Linked DNA regions of Pelodiscus sinensis: region 2 is linked to region 1. Evidence: chromatin contacts called from public Hi-C data. All regions are on one chromosome and are shown on one strand. The core of a region is the stretch at or near the end of the contact, and the rest is flanking DNA. Distances in the headings are between cores, read along the strand shown. Region 1 holds the start of RNF216 (ring finger protein 216). Region 2 holds the start of SMURF1 (SMAD specific E3 ubiquitin protein ligase 1).

Region 1 (3,237 bases), core at 49-2,548:
ATAGGACAGTGCTTCTCAAACTGGGCTGAGACCCTGTTTTAATGGAGCTGCAAAGACTGGCTTAGACTCGCTGGGGCCAAAACTGGAACCCAGAGTGACAGCAGTCAGGTTACGGCTCCCTACCTGGGGTTGAAGCACTAGGGCTTTGCCCTTGCCCCCCTGCCCCACCCCAGGGGGTTGGGCTCAGGCTCCTCCTCATCCCACAGAGGCAGGGTGTGAGGATGAGACTTAGGCTTCAGCCACACACACACACAGCCATGTAGTGATTTCTGTGGTCAGAAGAGCTTCACAGTGGAATGAAGTTTGAGAACCACAGGCACAGGCCAAAACCAACCATTTTCACCGTTGTATCATCGATTACCACAGTGGCAGAGCTCTTACCACACCGGCACATCGCTTCCACAACGCATGGAGCTAGCATCTGAACCCATGTCCCCTTTAAATGAGAACCTCGGTGAGCAGCCAGGTTGTGTTTTCCACAGTAGAAGCTCCTTTCATCCCTCAAGCTTCCTACTCTGCCCGAAGCCTGCCTTCCCCCCCAGGAAGCGGGGCGAGAAGGGGAGGACAGAACTTCATGTACTTCTGTGGGCTGGGCCGGACCCGACTCCGGCGTGGGGCTGTTCTAGCGGCTCTCCAAGTCAACACGCCCGCAGGGCCTAGCCCGAGCGAGGCTGGACACAACGACACACGGGGGCTGGGAGCTCGGGGCAGGCGGCCCGACGGGGGGCAGGCGGCCCGCGCTCACCAGCTGCGCCGAAGCAAACCGGGGCTCAGCCAGAACAGCGCGGGGCTCTGAGGCGAAAGGGCAGGTCCTGCCCCTGGGGGGGGGGCACGTCTGTTACAGGCGCGCTATACAGGCAGCACCTCCCCCCACCCCACGCGCCGGCTTCGGGGACGCCCGGGCCAGAGGACCCATCCCCACGGCGACGCCCCCCGGCCCCTGCCCGGAGGGGCGCGAGGGGGGCGGGGCTGTGACGTGCCCAAGGTCACAGGGCGAGCCAGGTGCAGGGCCGGGCACCGACCCCAGGAGTCCGGGTTCCCCGCCTCGCCCCCTTGGGGCCCAGCCCCGGCGCCCTCCCCACGGCTGGGGCGGGGGTTCCGCGGGGGGAGGGGCTGGACGCCCTAGGGGGCGCGGCTCTGCCCGGGGGGGGGAGGGGTACTCACCAGCCCGGGCCGCTCCGCCATCTCCGGCCCCCGCTTCATTTGGCCGCCGCGGCCAGGCAGGCTCCTTCCGGCCCGCGCCGCGCCGCGCCACGTGACCGCCCCTCCGACCATAGAGAGGAAGGGCAGCGGCGAAGGGCGCTCAGGAGGGGCCCGTCGCCAGTTGCGCACCATAGAGACGACTCGGGCTGGTCCTCCCGCGCCCCCTACTGCTCCGCGGGTGAGAACCCGCCTGCTCCGGCGCGGGGTGGAGCCGCTGCCGGGAGGGGAAGGGGGTGGAGCTTCTGCGGGGGAGGGGGAGGAGAGGCGGAGCTTCTGCGGGGATGGGGCAGGTCCATGGAGGGAGGGAGATTAGAGCACTAGTAATAAGGACCAGAGGGTGCAGGGCAGGCAGCCTCAGGGCTTTGGGCTGGCCAGGCATAGGTGGTAGCATTGCACCGCCCTTCTGCGCCCCATCAAAATTGTAATTTGTAAAGGGGGTACCCCCTCCCCTGAACTTCTCCCCTGTCACCAGGGTCAATCTGGTGCTGAGGCCACATGGTGAAGAGACCAACATGGGCCATTGAATGGCCTGCAGATGTACCATAAACTGCCCCCCTCAGAACAGGGCGAGTGCAGGGCCCAGCTATATCCACCTGAGATACAAGGGGGGGAGGGTGGCCACTGCCTGACCTACAGTAATGGTCAGTGGGAGGAATCCAGCAACGGGCTGCTTCCACCCCTGACTGTCGCCCATGATCACTTCAGCCCCAAGGGGGTCCCTTGCTAGCCCTTTGCACAAGGGTGAGCTTCCTCCCCACAGAGCAGAGGTTCAGTTCCTAGTTGAATATGGGTTACAGCTGTGTGTGTGCGCGCCAGTCCTTTGTTTCAACCACATACACTGGTGGTAATCACATTAGGGGCTAATCCCCTTGAGACACTGGACTGGCTAGAAGTGATCCTATCAGCTCCCATGAAAACAATACAAACTTCTATCTAACTGCATGCTTACTGGAAGAGTACCATATAGGGAAAAATTACAGTAGCTTTAAAACAATTGAAGATGGTGTCAGGTAACAAAATCAAAGAAAATAAAACTGAAATTAAAAAAAGAGCAGTCAGTTTCTACAAGGTCAATCCACTAGTAAAATAATAGAGTTCAGCTCCGCCCCCCTCTTCTGGGCTCTGCTGTGCTCCCTACAGTCCCGTCCTATTGCCTTCCCAGGGCAAGCTTAAGCAAGCTACTCCACCTGTCAGTGCTACAGTTGTTATCTATAAAAGGTGACCAATTATATTGAGTACTATAAAAAGCTTTGTGATCTACTGAAAGTGTTATATAAAAGTAGACATTATTACATGTTAATCACAGAAGTTAATAGCAAATGGCATTGCTACAATACAGTAAAAAAGCAACCTTAATTATTAGGTAACTTTTGACTCTACAGGCTCAAGGTGATTCTGAATTAGCTTTCTAGTTGTTTAGCTAGTTTTATAGCTCACATACCCATAGTATCTAAATGACTAATATTCAATCCAATATATATATAACTGATTCAATTAAGATGAAAAGAACAGAGAATGTTTTCCCTCGTTTACCTGTATGGAAGAAATAAACCCTGCTATCTGCATGACCATACAAGGTGCAAAGCAGTAAAGAATCAGGCTCCTGGAATGTAACAGAACCACAAATGGATCAAGTAAGGATTCCTTGTTCATGAGCTTTCCTGGGCAAAACCCACTTCCTCAGAAGAGCAAGTTTTTCACCTCTGGATAACTCTGTTCCAGAGCTTAAATGTGTAGTTGTAACTCACCTACTGGGTGTGCTTCACTGTCCCATGGAGTGGCATTTAGACCACTTACAGAGACAGAGACAGAGAGAGAGAGAGAGAGAGAAAATGAGTGTGCTTTACAGCCTTAGCTGAATGCCAGCTGGCTCATGTGCTAAATTCCAGAGGTCCCAGATTTGGTTTCACCTGTCAGTAAAAGTAAATACAGTTGCTTAAAGCAACATAATCCACTATTCTGGATTCAGAAAAGACTTGGGCTACGTCTAGACTGGCATGATTTTTCGGAAATGCTTTTAACGGAGAAGTTTTC
Region 2 (3,405 bases), core at 843-3,342, 130 kb after region 1:
TTGGAATGCAGTAATTATTGGGTGATGCTGGCCAGTAACCCGTTAACTGGTGCCTAGCTGAGCTGGAGTGGGTCTGGCTGGGCCCACTGTGCTGTGGGGCTAGGAGCCAGTTACTCCATGGTTAACCGTGTAACCAATAGAATTTTGATCTGTCACACATTTTGTGGGGGTTTTTTTTTTCATCTTTTTACATCCCCTCTCTGCACTTTATAAAAGAAAATGAGTTTTAATGCTGGCTGACTGCAGGTTTTTATGATTGATTGCATTGTAACTAAGAACCAAATTAGGTTTATCATTAAAATTTACCTAGTGCTATATTCTTATCAATCTATGATATTTTATATCCCAGCAAAAAAAATTATGTTAAATTCATGCAGTACAATAGCATTATGGTTGTTTCAGTCTAAGAGAGCCTATAGTGGATACACCTGTTGCCTTTCACAACCTGGACTAGACCTTATTCATCAGTAGGTCATGATGTAATTTTAGAAATAGAAATCACATATTTCTCTTAAAGAAAAGATGCCAATGCCTTTATAAAATATTTAATTCAGCTCCTTAAGGGTATAACAATATTTAACGTGTAAGGGTATAATATACCCACCACATCTTGTGACCAAACAAATTTTAAAGTGCACTATGTGATTTACTTAAGGAAAGCACATTAGATGACAGTGCCTGAAAGAGATCAAACAGGTAGTTGATTTATTTCCTTATGTATATTTTCCAGCAAGTGAACCTTGCCATTGCAGAAAAAAGCAAATTCATTATTAATCAGGGCTAACAAAATATAAACTATTAAGACAGGGACAGATTTACCACTAGAAAAACTGACATGCAGAAAACATAAATTCTCTAAATAGATCTAGCAAAACCAGACTTTTTTAAGGGGGGAGCGGAGAGGAAAGATGCTATGAACGGGCAGGACATTTGGAGACTGCCAAAGAGGGATACTCCCTAGCAGGAGCTGTCCATTGCCCTATGGCATGCATACACCAGGACACTCATATGCATGGGTTAAGGGACCAATAACGTGCAAATGCAAAACACAATGGGAGACACGTAAAGCTGATTTAAGAAAAATGCCAAAAAAGCAGTTCAGTGGTGTCTGGACTTCTGACTTCATGTACCACCCATTTGACAACCCCAACTGGGAAAAAAAAACAACAGGAACAGGAGAAAGAAGCTTAAGAAATACAAATGCTAGATTGTGGGGTAAGGAAATCTGCAGGAGGAAGTGGTGAGAATTGAAGGACGATTGCTAAGAAACAGGGTCTGGATAGAAATAAAGCGGAAGAGAAAAAGGAAAGAAAAATTCTCAACTTTACCCAGCTCTCTCTAACTCAGCCCCTAGAATTACTGTGGATTTCAACAAGCTGCAGCCTCCTCAAAAACGACACCACAGAGATAAAAGCCTTTAACCCAGCCGCAATGTTTCCCCCTGGGGGAAGGCAGAAGACCCTCTACAGCCTCGCGCCCCCAGGACCTCGGTCCCAGCTGCAGCCCGAGAAGAGAATCACCTTGGCGGAGCCTCCCATGGGCTGCGGAGTTGGGAGCCCCCACCGAGCCCCCAAACACTCTCCCCGCCCCCCCACTAGGGAAGGGAGACAAACCCAGCCCCCCCCTCGGGCTCTGATCCCCATCTCCTTCCGGGCCCCCGCCCCCAGGAGCGCCGACCCTTGGCCAGCCCCCCAGATCCTACGCCCCCCCCCCCCGCCCCTGCGCTCCCCACCGGTCCCGCGCACCCCGCAGGGGGCGGGGGGCCTGGCCCCTCTCTCGTGCCCACCCAGCCCCTCTCTGCCGTGCGCAGCGCCTCAACCCCCCCCCCCCCCCCCGCCCAGGCGTGGGCGCGCGCGGGGGGAAAGCCCCGCCCCCCTCCGCTACCTGTGAGCCGGATTTTGATGCTGGAGCCGTTTCTTCGGGTCCCTGGATTCGACATCGCTCCCCGCGAAGAAGGGCGGGGGGGAGGGGAGAGAAATCAGCCGCCCTCCACAGTCACCCCCATCCGGGCCCTGCCCCTCCCCGCCCCGGCCTGGGCTGCCCCGCTCCTGCCGCCGCCCCACACAGCGGCCCCGCCACAGCGTCTCAGCCGCCGCCGCTCGCGAGCTCGACGCCCAGCCCGACCCGGACGAGGACTGCGCGCACGCGCCGCCCCCAACCGCAGGCTCGCGCCTCCCTGCGCGAGAAGACGGCGTGACGCAAAGCGCGGCGGCCTGAGTCCGCCGCCATCTTGGGGAGGTCGCCGGGCGGCGCCCGGCCCGGGACGGGCAGCGCCCCCTCGCGGAGGGCATGAATAGTGCAGCCAGAGGCGAGCAGGTTGGTTCTTCCCCGGGATGAAACTTCAGGGTGGCCACAGGGAAACTGAGGCCTGCGCTGCGCCCTGCCCGCTGTGGCTGCGCAGCAAGTGCCCCATCCTCCTGTCCCCGGCCCTGCACCCCCATGGTCACACATCATGGGTCCTCTGGCATTGAGCCACATTGTACTGTTCATGGCATTGTCACCTGGGACTGAGTCGCTGGACTCCATGTGTCCCTCCCTCCATTGCCTAGGGCTTAGTTTGAGGTAGGGCTCAGTGGTTAGAGCAGGGACTATGTAAAGCAAAGGCTATGGGTTCAATGTTCACTGGGCCCCCTGTAGTCATCTTTAGCTGGGCTTGTTGTCCTTCAGTGAAGAGGTGCTTGGCTGTTACCTCTGATATAGATCGTTTAATAGGCAGCTGGTATAAAACAAGCGAAAGGGAGTATTTTTAAGGGTGAATTGCTGGCCTACAGGTATGATTCTTGCTTCCTCACCATGGATCATCACCTTGTAGTGGTGGAGATGCTTGCATGTTCCAGTGACCCCCCGAAAGTGACCCTGCCTGGAGTCATGTACTCCCTTAGGATCACCCATGACAGAAAGAACAAGGTTCCAGACAACATGTGAGCCAAGATGTCTTCAACGGCAGAGGTGACGGAGGATAACTGCACAATGGAGTTGAAACTGTTGTGTAATGTTACAGCGGCTGGGTAGGTGGATGAAGGCAGCAGCAGATAGAAGACCTCCAAAAGGTGGTCTCCGTGCCATTGTTTTCAAGACCTCTCCCTGTCAAGGAAAGTGTGATGACTGTTGTGCACCAGTCTCCCCACTTTAAAAAAAAGTCCCACACTGGCATCTTCCAGTTTGTGGGAAAACAACACCTGCACCAAGTCAAAAGTCCAGTGGCGATCAGCGAATGGCGATCAGAACAGGACAGTGAGATCCAGAAGTTCCTAGTCACAGATCGACACACAGGCGGTGGGTGTGCGACTCTGTCCTCTTGCTCGAGGACAGAGGCAAGTTGAGCATTTTGGCAGCTGCACCTATGACTGAGCAGTCCTCTTTAAGACTCATTCTGCTCACCCCACATAGGGAGAGGGCTAGAAA

The links. A called contact is a pair of places that touch in the nucleus more often than the background predicts.
Region 2: a contact with region 1 is called in a Hi-C map of an unstated tissue, with 5 times the contacts expected there. The contact joins the promoter of SMURF1 here to the promoter of RNF216 in region 1. A contact is called at or near these places in 3 of 5 Hi-C or Micro-C datasets (blood, liver and an unstated tissue).

What each region holds. Positions count from the first base shown.
Region 1 is chr16:31,674,223-31,677,459 of ASM4963464v1, forward strand. It overlaps RNF216 (ring finger protein 216), which reads right to left and starts at 1,299. Exons shown (of 17, transcript XM_075899673.1): 1 at 1,165-1,299. LOC102458647 (urotensin-2 receptor-like) reads left to right here and starts at 1,245. Exons shown (of 3, transcript XR_012896189.1): 1 at 1,245-1,381.
Region 2 is chr16:31,802,215-31,805,619 of ASM4963464v1, forward strand. SMURF1 (SMAD specific E3 ubiquitin protein ligase 1) reads right to left here and starts at 2,093. Exons shown (of 18, transcript XM_075899677.1): 1 at 1,885-2,093. The coding sequence starts at 1,939.